Regions from separate parts of the Gossypium hirsutum genome. Here region 2 is linked to region 1. The links are chromatin contacts, called in public Hi-C maps. All regions are on one chromosome and are shown on one strand. The core of a region is the stretch at or near the end of the contact, and the rest is flanking DNA. Distances in the headings are between cores, read along the strand shown. Region 1 holds the start of LOC121207546 (probable pectate lyase 1). Region 2 has its middle 50 kb from the start of LOC121208007.

Region 1 (7,751 bases), core at 1,687-4,186:
TTGTTTACCACATGGAAATACCCATGCCTACACCTTGGCATTCTCTGGATAAGTCCCTCTCCGAAATGGTTGTAGGCAATGGTCACTTGCATCTGCTTGTCCCTTGTGTAAGAGTCACTGTGACCCAGCAACATCACCTGCAGTTGAGCTTGAGCGTTAATAAGGATGCTACAGATAAAAAAGTGAGGTACAAGAGAAATACATGCATCAAAATTACCTCATTGTGGTGGGTGAGGTGATTGTTGGAGATGGTAATGGCAGTTGACCCCATGACAGCATCAACAAGACCATCAGCACAATTAGAAAGAGAATTGTGATCAACCCAAACGTGGCTTGACCCAAAGATGGAGATTGCATCACCATCAGCCATTGTCCTCCACCCGAAGTGAGTGGGTGAGCTTCTAACCATGGCATTGCCAGTGGGCTTACAGTCATGAATATGAAGACCATGAACAATGACATTGGTAACGTATTGAATTGTGATACATGCCCCATTAGCAATATGGACATTCACCCACGACCATCAATGGTCTTAAAGCTGTTGACCAGCAACTCCTGCTTCAACTTAATAACCATGTCCCTCTTGAACACAATCCAAAGTGGTTGTTCCTGGATCACAGCATGGCGCAAGGTCCCAGGTTTGGGGTTAACAGGGTCATCATCATTAGAGTCAGTGACAACGTAGAAGCGTCCATCACGCCCCCCAATTGCATTCCTTCCAAAACCAATGCCACAGTCAGCAAGTCTCTTCCGGTTCTTCTGCCAGTTGGGGTCACAACGCCAGCAATCATCAATGGGATTACCAGTTCCGCACGAGAAGAACCCCAACTTCCTCCTTTCCGTCGCATTTCGAATATTCCTACCATTTTTTTCATTCAGTTTATTAAATTTTACTACGCAGACTTTTGTCATATGGTCTAAATATTCCAGCTTAGTAACCAAAATTATTAGCATCTTTGATTTTACTACTAGATGGGCTTGTAAATTATTGTCGGTGGGAGTTAAATTAATCCCAATTTGTAAAGATGGCATAAGCAGACAAAACATGATGTAGAATTTTGTTATTTCGAAAGGACATTAAGGTCATTCACTCCAGGTATAACGGCTAGGACATGCTGTTTCTTTTCATTTTTAACGAAAAGAGACAAAAGAGTCTTGTTTGTTTATCTTATTTAGCTGGTCCAGTGTGCAGCAATCACCAAGAATAAGAACAATAAAAAATCCTCCAACTTACCATTTACCCTGCTTCCTTCATATTACAACTTTTAAATCAATAATGAGGTAAATAAAAGAGTGGTTGTGCATGAAGAAGTGAGAATTAGTCATGTGATGCAATAAAACTGTAATTATAGTAAGGTTGATAAAGCGTTTAATTGCTTTGAATAAAAAATTTGTACTTCGAGGTACGATTGGAAAGACAATGATACGGTCATGTGATGCAAGAAATATTAAAAAGGGTCGTGCCCGTTAGACACGGATCTGACTATAATGGTGGAGTCGGGAGTAAACAAACAACATCAACATATAAGATTGTAATCCATTTGATTTATGGTTAATGATAAATGAAAATTTGGCAAAAAAAGGGAATCTTTCTGCTTCAACTTTTACATTCTCTATTTACATATTTAGCAATTCAAAAGAAATGTTTATAGAGACTCACATGTCAATGATGGTCTTAACCTCGGCTGCTACGGCCTCTGGATCAGCCACAGCATGTTCATTCAAGGCCTTAACCTCTTCTGACCTGAAATCCCAATCACACCAACCCAAATTCCAATTAAATAAAATTAATTCTAAATATTTCATTTTAATTTTCTTATTCTCGTCGGTGACTAATAATTCTATGAAACACACTGCTTAAAGCGGATTCACTGTGTCGTCCACCAACAGTACTCCAAAACCGTTACAAAAGTGTTTTTCAAGGGGGAAGAAACAGAAACCCCGTGTGGACCCCTCGACGGGAATTTATAAAATGCCCTTCCTCATTATACCATCTTTTTCTTTTTCTACATACGGGAATTGAATTGTGTAACGGAGTAAATGGTTGAGATCTAAGGATCTGGATCTCAACGGATGGGATCGTTATTTCATGGTTAAACGGAGATTAAACATAACGGCTGAGATGATCAGAATTGGAAAAAGAAAACGAAAATAAATACAAAAAAAGGCTAGTTTTAAGCTCTACATTACCTAGTTGCCATTGTTGAGTTTTTTGAGTTCTGCAGCTTCTCTATCTCCACAGTGCTGTAAAAATATATAAACATAATATAAATGAAAATTGAAATTTTCTAGTATTTTGCAGTGATGCTCCATTTTCAGTTAGCATTTTTTTGAAGAAAAAAAAAGAGGACACTGAAATCTCATTTTCAACGTATTAAGTGAAGTTTTTGAAGAGGGAATATTAATGGATCCGTTAGAAAGGAAAAATTATTTTTTCTTTCTGAGAATGAGACTATTTTTCAAGATCTAAACAATGAAAATTCTGTATAGTTTTTGTATTCTAATTCACCATAAAATGACATAATGTATGTAGGCAACAATTTTGCAAGGCAAATTCGAAAACCCGAGAGAAAACAAACAATGGAGACTCTCTGTGTCTTTCTTTTACTAAAATAAAACTGAGAAAGCTTGAAAACTGAGTTGAAGAAAGAGAAAGACCTGGAATCGTTGTTGGTCTGTACAGTGGCCATTGCTCCAACAAGAAACAAAAACAGAACAGCTAAAGAAGCTAAAAACCATTTCTTGGAAACCGCCATTGCAGTTTTCTCCGCTTCTTCGGTACTTAAAAGCTTTCTCTCTATCCAAACAGAGGAAAAATTGAGAGAGAGACAGAGAGATCCAAGGAAAGAAGGAGATGGTGAAGCAGGGAGAGTCAGAGTACAAGCTCCAAGCAAACGGCTTTTATAGAGCCACGAGCAAAAAAAAAAAAAAAAAGTGAACACCAAAACAGAAAGACCAAAACGACGCCGATTATATACCCAAAATATTAAACGTTGGAATTTTCTGGGTAGGTTTACTTTAACCAAATAACCTAAGTCACCTAACCGCCACTAACTGTCTCTCTTCCGCACTCCATTTTCACCGGGGTTAAATAAGTTTAATTTTACTATTTTAACTGTTGGATAATGCCACGTCAGATATTACGGGCGTACGGTTGGAGAAGGGAGCAGAATGTCACACAGTTTCCTGCTGAATTTGCGGCATTAAATGATGTGTTTTTTAATTAACCACATTAATAAATATTGGCTTAAAATATGCTATTAGTCCCTGTACTTTTATAGAATTTTAGATTTAGTCCTTATACTTTAAAATTTATTATACTTGCTCCAAACATCCTCAAACTATGACTCATTCTAAATTGTTCATCAAACTTTAAAACATTTTAATTACATCCTCAAACTATTAAAATCGTTAATTTGACTATTAAATGAGGTGTAAGATTTTATGTGATATAACTTAAAATGAAAATTTTTAAGAAAATAAATATTGTAAAAATGGATGTTGTAAAGATCTTGGTGTTGGGATTTTTGAAACTTCTACAGAAACAACCGTTCACTCTCTTCTTGTTCAGTTTTACTTTATTTTTAGTTTTTAATTGTAAAAGTTACACAATAATAACATTTTACTTTTCTTTAAAATTTTCATTTTAAATTATTTCACATAATAATTTATGTGTCATTGAAAGATTAAATTAACTATTTCAATAATGGTGGGACATTATGAATAGTTTGGGAATGTAATTAGAACATTTTGAAGTTTAGGGACCAATTTAGAATGAAGTTAATAGTTTAGTGCAATTAACTCTTAAAAGTTAAAAATTCAACCCTCTTACTTTTCCGATTTAAAAATTCTAGTACAATTATTGTGCTATTTGTAGTTTCTATCAAAATTTATCAATTTAGCATATTTATTTTATGTTGCAGCTACATTGATAAATTTTTGATAAAAAAAAATACATGTGATTTAAATGATTAGAATGAAATTTTTAAATTAAAATAGTAGGATTAAGTGAAGGAAATGTTATTTAAAAAAGAAAGAAAGAAAGAAATTAAAATTACGTGTGCGCCAATCACGGCCTTGAGAAAGTGAGGGGATTTTGACTCCAAAGAAGATTCAACTAAAAGGATACCAAATTGGTATTCTATTTTCTCTCTCTTCACATGGCTCTTACATATCATTTTAATAACATATTTAGACACCCACTACTAGATATGATTCTAAAACAAATTTGATTTTTAGATGCTTTTAACAATTTCTTTTTATAAACCTTTAAATACAATACTTTTTATTATCATTTTATGTGATTTTATTTTTTCACCATCTCTCATTTTCAGACATTCTCATGATCTATTTTTTATAATGACAAAAAAAAAATTGTGATTTATTTTTAAAATGTATTATTTTTTATAAAACTTTTTACTTATTATTCTAATTTTAAGTTTAATTTTATTTTAATTATTATTTATTTTAAGTCTAACGACTTCAACACATATCTATTAAATTATCATTTTCCTTATCTTATTACACTAATTAGTGGTGAGTATTCAATCGAACCCAAGTCGAATTAAGTAAAATTTTTTTTGAGTTAGTCGAGTTAACAAATCTTATTTTAGCAACCGAACTCAATTTGAATTTTTTCGAATCAAGTCAAAAAATTTCGAGTTAAGTCGAGTTGAGTTAACAAATCCTATTATTTATACTCAATGGTGCATTTTACATGGACTAATAATTTAACTAGTAGACGAAATATAAGATTATTTAACTACATAAACAATATAATGGTTTTGCCTTTTAACTTAATGAGTAAACGACATAATTTTGTTTTTTAACTTAATGGTTTTAACTTTCAACTTTATAAAAGGTAAATATTTATCAAAACAACGTAGGTTTGCCTTTTCTTATTCAGATTTTCGGATAACTCGAATTGTAATTCATATTTGAGTTAAATCAAAAAAATTATTTTTTTATTCAAGTTGATCTGAATAACTTGATTAACTCAAATTACTCAAACTATTTAATTCAAAATTTAAATTTTTTATCGAGTTTTTCGAATCGACTTGAATTTTTCTCACCCCTAACACTAATAACCATACATCGCATTAATGTTAAAAATATTACATTTCCTATTCTATAATCATTATATATTTTAAAAAAATCACTTTAATATTTGTTGATGTGAATCGGTATCATTTAACTTGAGACATTATTTTCTTAATGGAACTTGAGACACTAATTTAATGAGAGATAATAAGGTTGATTTTATATATTTATTTTAGACTAAAATAATAAAAACATTAAGTTGTGGTCTATTGGTTGAGTGTTATTTTTTAATGAATAGTTTGAGTTTGAATCATAGTTGTAAAAAAAATCATAATTGTACAAAAAAATCCCTTAAATATGGATTGTTATTTGATAAACTAACAAAGGTATGTAATCTCCAAAACTCGGCTTAGACGCTACGGCCGAATTTGGAAAATTACATTGGCCACCGAAATGGCCTAGTAGAACTATCGGAGTTCATAAAATAGTCGTTTTAAAACATTTGCTTATTTTTAAAGAAAAACTTAGCGTATTATATTCTTTTCACTAAAAAATAAAATTTTCCTAAAATGATCGATTTTAAAGTTCACTTAGAAAAACTTGATTTTCAATCTATTTACTTTTCAAAAACTCATTTACATGATATCAGAGCGGGAAGTGATATTCAAAAGAGTTTCAATGAAGAAAAACCAGAATTTTATGAGTAATTAATTCAAAATCCATATTTCAATATCCTAAAATCAAATTAAATGTTTGTTGGATCTGATGCCCAAAGTGTAGTATTTTCGTCAATATACATTTGTAATTTTTCGAACAGATTGGTTAATAAAATAAAATCATTCAATCATAATGAACATGTTGAGTTGTGACATATTGAACAAATTTTCTTAAATATTTACCGGGGGTAAAATTGTTAAAATTTTATCGGGGGTAAAATCGTCAAAATTTTACTGGAGTAAAGTTGGGATGAGAAAATTATTTAATATATAATTTTTTTGGGACATAGAAAAATTGAATTGGGTTGGATCACATTACAGAGTACTGAGTCAAAAAGGTTTAGGAAGTACTCGTAAGTGGACTCGATGTGAGAGAGGCCCCAAACCCCTCATATAATATGAAGGGGGCGACAACCTAGTAGAAATACAATGGTGAGTCTTTCATTCCTATCTTACTTTAAGTAAGAGTTTTTTTTTTAATATAAACCTTTACAACTCTACTAGGTTTCTACTTTCTCTTCTTATAAATAGATGGCACCGGTAGAGGTATTAACACAACTTTTGAGAGATTGTTATTCTGCCGAAAAATAGAGAGAATTTATTCTCAACTTTTAAATATATCCAGAATAACAATTTTACCAGTTTCTTTTAAAGAGGAGAGAATTTTTGTTAAGAGAGAATTTTTGTTTTCACCCCAAAAAGAGAACTTTTTCTAGTTTCGTGTTTTGGTTCAATTAGTCAGAACCCACACTCGAAGCAGTTCGTGGTACGAGAATAGGGAAGAAGATCATTTGGTTGAAAGTCGAAAAACATTAAGGATCTGCTTATCAGAAAACACAGGTGCGTATTCGGTTAAGGTTTATTGCTATAAATATCACAAACCAGGTCAATTTTCAAAGTTTTAATTTTCCGCTGTGCAAGAAAATCGTTTTCAAACCAGATTTTTCCAACAATGTTGTGCATGCCAAATAAACTCAAAACAAAAGTCTCATACCATAGTTTGAATAAAATAATACAGTTTTAAATAACATAGATTATAATATTAAGTCTACAATAATTTTAATGAAAACATTAATCTGAGCTGAGACCTTCCAAATATAGAGTCTGCATCTTAACCTTATGGGGTATCCGTAAAGATGAATATTAAAGGGAGTGAGCTTAATAAGGTTAGTGTGGGTCCAATCCCAAGAAAATCGATGTAAAATAGTAAACAAAGCATACGGAATAAAAATTCTTAGAAGAATTACAATTGTATAACAATTCAGAGTATCAGTTTCTCATACCAACACATTAGTATAATATTTCAAAATTCACAGTTTTGTATGAATGTGCTTATAAATGGCTATGCGATTTCAGTTTAACAGAAAAGGTCTTATCCAACTCTGTTATACACCACAGTAAGACTTTCCCAAAACTCATCCATCTGTTACACATTGCGTTGTGGATAAACCAGCACTGATTTGTATATAAATTGTTAGTAAAAAAATTTGTGGGTAAACCATCAGTATTTTTAGATAAAAAAACCTTACAGATAAACTGCCACTATGTTGTGAATGAACCACCACTGTTATAAACAACCACTCTTCCTCCATTCATATCATTCCACCCCATGCAATGCAATATGACATGCTTGTAATAGAATAGTGTAGAAATAGTAGATATGCTTAACATGTATTCAGTTCAACAAAAACAATAGACATGCTTAATATGTACTTAGTAGAGCGGTAGCAGTATTAATAGTAACAGTTTATCAATATTACATTGACAAAAGGCATGTAATATTCTCATATCACAAAATACAATAGTAACAAATCAGTCATTAAATCATATATTCCAAAGTGAACATACTAACTGGGACTCAATTGAGTGTCCAAAAACTCTAAAAACAATACATGGACTAAACTGAACAATTCACAAAATTCTGGGAAAACTATAAAATAGGAGTCATATGGATGTGTAGCCAAGTCGTGTGAAAGGCTGGAGACCATACGGAAG
Region 2 (7,508 bases), core at 1,478-3,977, 140 kb after region 1:
CCCCTTAGCATCTAAGGCACATGCATGCTCATTTGTTTGGCTCAACTTCACCTATCTTCCATTTTTCATCAAAAGAACATGAAACAACAACCATTTCCTTCATTTTAATTCATGACCAAATGCTCACAACACAACCAAAAACCAAAATATGCTTCAAGAGTTAAGGTAGAATCAATAAGAACTCATGAACATCAAGATAGAAGCAAACTACCATGAACTTACCTTCAATTTTCTTCCCCAAGTAACCGAACATTCAAGAGCTTTCTCCTCTCCTTTCTCTTCTCTAACTTTAGGCTATGATGAACAAAGATGGACAAAACTTTGTTCTTTTCACCCCTTTTTCTTTTAATAAAATTTCATATTTCATCCATTTAATTCTTTAATACAAAAGACATGAAATGCCCATCATGGAACATTTACCTAAACCATTATCATGGAACATTTACCTAACCCATTATCATGGAATATTTACCTAATACATTATCATGGAACATTTACCTAACCCATTATCAATTTGTACCATGAATTATGGATATCAAGTGCTCATATTGTCTACAACAACATGATGGCTGGCCACTTCATATAAAATGGGAGGTTTGTCATGCAAATCCTCCTATTTTGCACTCCTATTTATTTGGCCACTTCAATTTAGCCTATAGCATTTTCAAACATTTTCACATAGGTTCTATTTCATAATTTCACTCACAAATGACAAAATCAAAGCATGAAATTTTGCCAACATTCACATAATTCCCGAAAATTGGGGCGTTACAGCTCATTTGCAATTATAAGTTGTAATTTTAAAGAGAATAAAATTCCTTTTATATGTAATAGATATGGATTGTTATTATTGACCTAGTATTCTAGTTAATTTAAACATTATAATTAATTAAATTTTATAAAAATATAAAAAATAATCTCTTAATTTAGGGATAAAAGTATTATGTTAGAAGAATAAAAATTTAGATTTGATTCCTAAATATTCACAGTTCCCATCCCAGTTATAAAAAAACTGATAATAAAGAAACAAAGTTTGGTTAACCCTTATGAAAAACATCTCTTGAACAATGTAAAGATTTTTTCATTACTTTTTTATCTTAAGTAATGTCATTCTATAATCTTTTCTTTGATCAAAGTTATTGTTGTATATTTTCATTGTGTTTGAAATATTTGGCTAAATCAACCGTCTTCGTTCCATCAACCTCAAAAATATCTTAACCACATCTCACCTCACTAAATATTATGCGACATATACTACACAAATCTTGCACACTTTTACACTTATCCCACAGAACTTAATGAATATATAAACTTATTCTTATGACCCAAATAAGGGGAATCCCATTTAAAACTTAGGATAAAACTACGAGAAAGAGAGGGTTCATGTCCTTTCAAAATCCTCTGTAGCTCACATACTCTTGAGACTTCTTCAATTTCTATATCTTTATATGGCTCTCGGTTTTCGAGCGAACTCTCGTCAATATTTAAATTCGTGTTTGTACATCAATAAGTCTTTATAATGTTATTTTATATTTATTATAGGTCGATAAAAATTGAAAATCTTTTTCATAACAAAAGTCGAAATAATATTAGAGAATTACTAGTCTTGTCATTTTGTTAATTTATTATTGTGCAATTATTAATGGAGCCAAGAAAGAAGGTCGGCTGCTTAGTGCTTAGGCTTGGTCAAATTTTTTATTACTAATCCTTGTAACATTTGCAAGTTGCAAATTTAATCCCTATATTTTAATTCTATCATTTTTACTTTATATATTTTTGGAATTTTAAAATTTTAGTACTAATCCAAAACGATAAACACATCTCGTGCTATTACATTAGAGGTTGTTGCAGGTCTTAACCTCAGTTTTTACATGAGCACTACAATGAATCTTCGCATTAGGGGGACCTTGGTTCACTCGAATGGTTGGCACTCTTCTGATCAAGTTCTGATCCATCTCATTCCATTCTATTGGAGGTTGTGTCCTATCAACAATTATCCTTTGCTTTGGTGGGTGTTCTTTTTTTTTTTTTGCCAGGCATGGCCACCTTTGTAATGGTGTTCATGTCATATGTTTTTGTCTTTGAGTCAAGTTTAGGCCTGTGGCCTTGTCTCCTTTTCGTTCTCTTGGTCAGATGGGGTTTTGTTGTCCTTGATGACCTTTGTGATTTTCTCTTCTTTAATGATGTTTTTATGAAAAAAATAGACATGTATAGGCAACTATTTATGCAAATAAAATCATTTCACATTATTTATGCAAATAATGATTGCAAATATCCAAAATCGTTTCACTTATGTGAAAAATATATTTGAATGTCTGAATTTGAATTTATTATCTACATATTAGTAAATGAAAAAGTTAAAGGTAATTTGATTTATTGATTTTAGATATTTAATAGATTTGTATATCTAACAATACTTGAATGTAATGCAAATAATAAATATATTTAAATTTTACTCAGAATGCAAATATCCCATCTGCACCTATATATATATATTGGAAGAGTTGACTTTCAATGTTAAACGAGGAATTTATCAAAACTAGTTTCCTTGTCTTCATCTCAAGCCTGTTTCTCACCAAACTCTGGGTATGAAAAGTGGTTGAAAATAGGGTAATTAGTAGAGCCGCAGCCAAACAATTAAAAGGGCTAATAATAGAAGCCAGCTCAAGCATGGGACCCCATATATATATATAGACCATTAATCAACAATCACCCATCATCATCCCATTGGCCATGCAAAAGGGCTCTGCTTAGGCTCACCTCACATGCTTGCTGTTGGAGGCTTCCACTACGCCCCCGCTCATCAAGGAACTCTAACTTCGACACCTGCACATACATTTGTTGGTTTACATCTCTCCTAATCTTTTTTTTCAATGATTCTTCGCTTTGTTAACTTGTATTTTTTAACCTTTCATCTTTTTTAGCGGAGTGATTGGAGGAGGCACAACCCTTAACTTTTCTATTATTTACTAAAACGAAAAAAACACTGAAGCTTAAAACCTTATTAATTACAAATAAAAAACAAAAATAAATTGATTTTTTAATCATCTTATTTATTATATCAAAGATATTGAAGCCCAAATAAATTATTCAATTCAAAAGCAAGGAATCCAGGAATAAGGGATGTCAATACTGCCTTCCAAAATTCAAGAGATAAGAGCAACATACGAATTGCAAGAGCAACCCTACCAAATAAGGGCATTCATCTCAACCAATCATGCTTTAGGCCTTAACGTAGTCTCATGTAACTTACCACCTTTAAAATTTTTAAAATTGTACTTTAATCCCCTAAAATTTATAATAATTTAATTTAATCTTTTAAAATTATAAAGATGACTACTCAAATGGTAAAAATATATTTTTACTATCGTAAAAATTACAATTTAATTTTGACCACTAATTTTTTTTTCTAACTTCATTCCTGCTCACGACACATTTAATATAAACTTCTTATGCATATTAAATTTAAGATATGAATTCACTTGTCATCCACATATTGATAAAGTATTTTCTTAAATTTACCATTGTTCAACATCTGACTTAAGTATGAAAGAGTATCCAAAGCATAATTTTTGATATCCCATAATTCACTCTTTATTTTGTAATCTTTCAATCATCCTCACCAAAAAAAATCCCTTTATCCCCCACTACATTATCAAATTTTCTACGATTCTTTACTTGTAAATAAAAATATTCTTTTTCTATTTTATATAAATATTTTAAATTAGATTAAATCATCTTTGAACATTCGGCTGATTCAACTCTAAGGAGTAATATATGTAATAAATATCTTTTAATTTTAAAATATTAGATGGAAGCAGGATGACAAAATTTAAATCGTCTTACGGATTTTAAATTGATCTGTTCTGAATGGAACAAGTTTTTATTTACTTAAAAAGTGGATGCGGGGTGGAGTGAGGCGGGGTAAATTTTTTCTTTTGGATTGTGGGTATGGATCGGTTTTGATAATTGCTTGCCCCGCCTCGACTGGACCAGCTCCGCTATATAAAATTATCATTTTATTCTTGTTTATATAAGCTATTAAAAAGGTAAAAATATAATATAGAAAAAAATAATATATTTATGTTTAAATATTTTTTGAAGGATTATGTTTAAATATTTACTTGATTATAAAAAGATTAAAAAAATAAAGATAACTAGCATAAATTAAATTGAAGTGGAGCGAGGTGGGTGGGTCGGAGATGGATGCATCCAAAATCCGTCGTGGTGGTAGTAATTTTCAAGATTATATATCCAAAGTGGAACAGGACAAGTGGTGGAATAGAGTGTACCAATTAGGGGTGAGCATTCGGTCGAATCCAGTAAAAAAATTTCAAGTTAATCGAGTTGACGAGTCCTATTTTATCATCCTAACTCGATTAATTTTTTTTTGAATCGAGTCGATTGAAATAAAATTCGAGTCGAGTCGAGTCGAATCGAATCGAGTGAAATTGTTCGAGTTAAATTAAAAAATTGAACATGTCAAATTAAAATCTTGTTATAAGATAACTAATTCAATGTTAGAGCACATAAATTTGAAATCATATATATTTGAAATCTTTTTCAAAGTGAAATAATAAAAAAATTAAGATACTTTAGTATGATAAACTTAAATCATTAATTAACTTATTTAGATCCAAAAATTATTATTTTAGAAAAAAATTAAAATTTTAACTTTCTTTATATATATTTTTAGAATTTTTTAAAAATATATAAAATTTGAAATTTTTATAAATATTTTAATTTTAAAAATTATTTTGAATTTTTATTTTATTTTTGTAATTTTTATTGAAAGAGAGACAAATTTGCTCATTTATAAAATTAACAAGGATCAAAAGAGTATTTATACCAATTTGTTATTCGAGTTATTTAAATTATAAAATTTAACTTGACTCGAACTCGAAACTCTAAATATTTATTCGAATCGACTCGAATAACTCGATTCAATTAGCTCAAAATTTAATTTTTATGTAAATTTTTCGAATCGAATCAAATTAAATCATACTCACTCTTCAATTATAAAACAGTGATAAATTTAATATTATCCGCGTCGCCCAATCCGCTCCATTACCATCCTTAGATGAAAAGGGATGGTGTGCGACATTAGAGGCCTAAAGTAAATTTACGGCCAGGTTGGTGCAAACTATCTTAAAAGGAAGAATCTTGGTTTTGTCGCAGTCTCATGTCTTGTCCTCAAAAAGTAAAAGTAAAACGTATGTTTATATAGTATCTCTTTTATAGTACAAAAATATGTATTGGGTATCTCCTTTTGTTAGAAATAGGGAACAAGATTTCTTTTTAATGACAATGATTAAGGATGAAAAGTGGGAAGGACAATCTTTTGTGTGATTCAGAAGCACCATATAAAAAATTAATAAATATGAATTTAGTTAAATAATTAAATAAATAAAATGGTGGAGTTGGGAAAAAAATGTAAAAAAATAATGCTCATGCATTACTTTTCAAGAAATGATTCAAACCTTCTTCCTGAAGGAATTATAATGATTGTAACTTGGCTTGGCTTGGAAATTGAGAAGAATAGCAATGAAACGATAATGTGACCCAAAGTTCCAATTTAGAAATGAATAAAAGCCCAAGCAGGCAATATAGAAACAATTATTCCCCAACCTACAAATGGATTTGACATCCAAAAGCAACTTTGATTGATTATATATGTTTGTCCTAATACTCTGCTCATGCCTATTAACCCCACACTCACATGCCTCTAGTTTTAAATACCTTTTTCTCTTAAATCCCAGATTTTTGGCCTAATAACGAAATCCACTTTTGATTTACTATTGATATTTGGATTATCTTTTTATTTCTTTTATGAAAATTACGTAAAAATAGGACAAATTCGGTTAGCCATTGCATCACAAATTTCCATCCTTTTAACATCATATCTTGTAACGTGCAAAATGTTTTAAAATTTTGAATTTGTTATTTTGGGTAAAGTAAATTTTTTTGTGGTTAAGTGATTTGAATGTATGTTTGAAGTCATATGTTCAAGTTCTTTTTCTTAAGAATTTTTTTATTAATTTTGATTCTATATCTGGATGTGTAATTTGGTTATCTTTATTTTTTGTTAATTTGCTAACAAGAATGAGTTTGTTGGTTTAGTGTAAAGCCTTAACTTTCCCTTAAGTTTTGAGTTTGAATCTCATTGTGTGCAAAAGTGGATTTATTTTTGCTCCTATCTTGTTGTGTCGGCCACATGGTTAGTAATTAGGTTTAATTCAAACTCTAGGAAAATTTGATACGATAGTAACTAAAAAGGTTAGTGGGATTTGGGTTTTTCTCCATTCTTCTAATTTTCTTTTCTTTTCTTTTCCACTTCTAGTACAAAATTTTCCTCTATCGTTTTCCTTGTTCTTCTCTTCTACCCTTGTTATTTTGTTTTGTTTCTTTTTGTATTCTCCCATTATCAATCCTCTGCTCTTTTTACTATTTGTTCTTGTTCTCTCATCGTTCTTCCTTCTTTTCTGCTGCTGATTTGATCAGTACTAACATTCTATTTTAGTTTCGTTGTTAGCTATTTGTGGTAAGGGAATTTAGATTAATCATTGTGTATTTCTTTTTGTGATTAAGTATTATTCACTTGATCTTGAGGGTGTTGCATTCGATTTGGCTGAGTAGTAAGTATTTGAGCGATTTCATGTGTGTTATTGCTAGGTGGGGATCGTGTGGTGCATACCCCTTCGACAAGTTGAGTGTCGATGATCTTCTTTTCAAAGGTAAGTTTTTGAATGCCAAAATTAGGGGCTGGTCAGTGTAAGATGGTAATGGCTGAATGCCTACTGTTCTTTTGGGTCAAATACTCTGTTTGGGTAAGTGTCGAATAAGTGTGTTGGCTAGGGGAATTTGTGTTAATTGGTTAATTGTGGATGTCGTATGTGCAAACTTTGGTGTGCTGTTGTTATGCCGACATCTCAAAAGTAATCAGGTGTGTCATTCTAGTTTGAAAATTCAGAAAAAATATGCAAAAATCGAATCTTCTAGACGACGCCACACGGTTGTTTGTTAGGCCATATGAGCCACCCGAGCATATGGTTGGTCATGTGTTAGGTTATGTGGGCTGCATAGATGTGTGGGCCCATTCTGAGCATATTAATTTGGGTTGTGTTTTGGGTCGTTGGTTCGAGGTTAGCGATACTATTGTATCTGTTAAATGGTTACGTATGTAACTGATAGAGATCGTCTGATATGTTAATAAAGAATGTACCTTTTCTGAAAGCATGCTTAGTTGTTTAAAATGGTACATCTTATATGTAAATCTGTATTCACTATTGGCATGTTTCTGTTCTACTATGTTCATAAATGAGAATATTAAATCTGGCAATATTCACTTTGATTCTGTTTGAATCCATGTTATGACTATGCTTGTTCATTGGGTTAGGTTATGGTTATGATGAAGAGGAAGATCTGGCAGACTATGTTTCGTGAATTCTGACGGTTTTCCGCAATAAATCTGGCATCTTGTCTGCAGAATTTTTGGTGGCTAAAGATCA

What was found. A called contact is a pair of places that touch in the nucleus more often than the background predicts.
Region 2: a Hi-C map of leaf shows a contact between it and region 1, with 3 times the contacts expected there. The contact joins the enhancer-like site here to the promoter of LOC121207546 in region 1. A contact is called at or near these places in 3 of 34 Hi-C or Micro-C datasets (hypocotyl, leaf and petal).

The regions. Positions count from the first base shown.
Region 1 is chrA10:63,580,505-63,588,255 of Gossypium_hirsutum_v2.1, forward strand. It overlaps LOC121207546 (probable pectate lyase 1), which reads right to left and starts at 2,937. Exons shown (of 7, transcript XM_041077853.1): 1 at 2,659-2,937; 2 at 2,191-2,244; 3 at 1,661-1,744; 4 at 516-859; 5 at 218-513; 6 at 1-137. The coding sequence starts at 2,756.
Region 2 is chrA10:63,723,409-63,730,916 of Gossypium_hirsutum_v2.1, forward strand. No RefSeq gene overlaps it. Among protein-coding and RNA genes, the nearest start is that of LOC121208007, 50 kb to the left of the region's middle. Within about 2 kb of position 2,728, at least 3 of the 9 cell types and tissues checked have an H3K27ac peak or open chromatin away from gene starts, as enhancers often do. A contact at or near this core is called in hypocotyl and leaf, where this site is marked.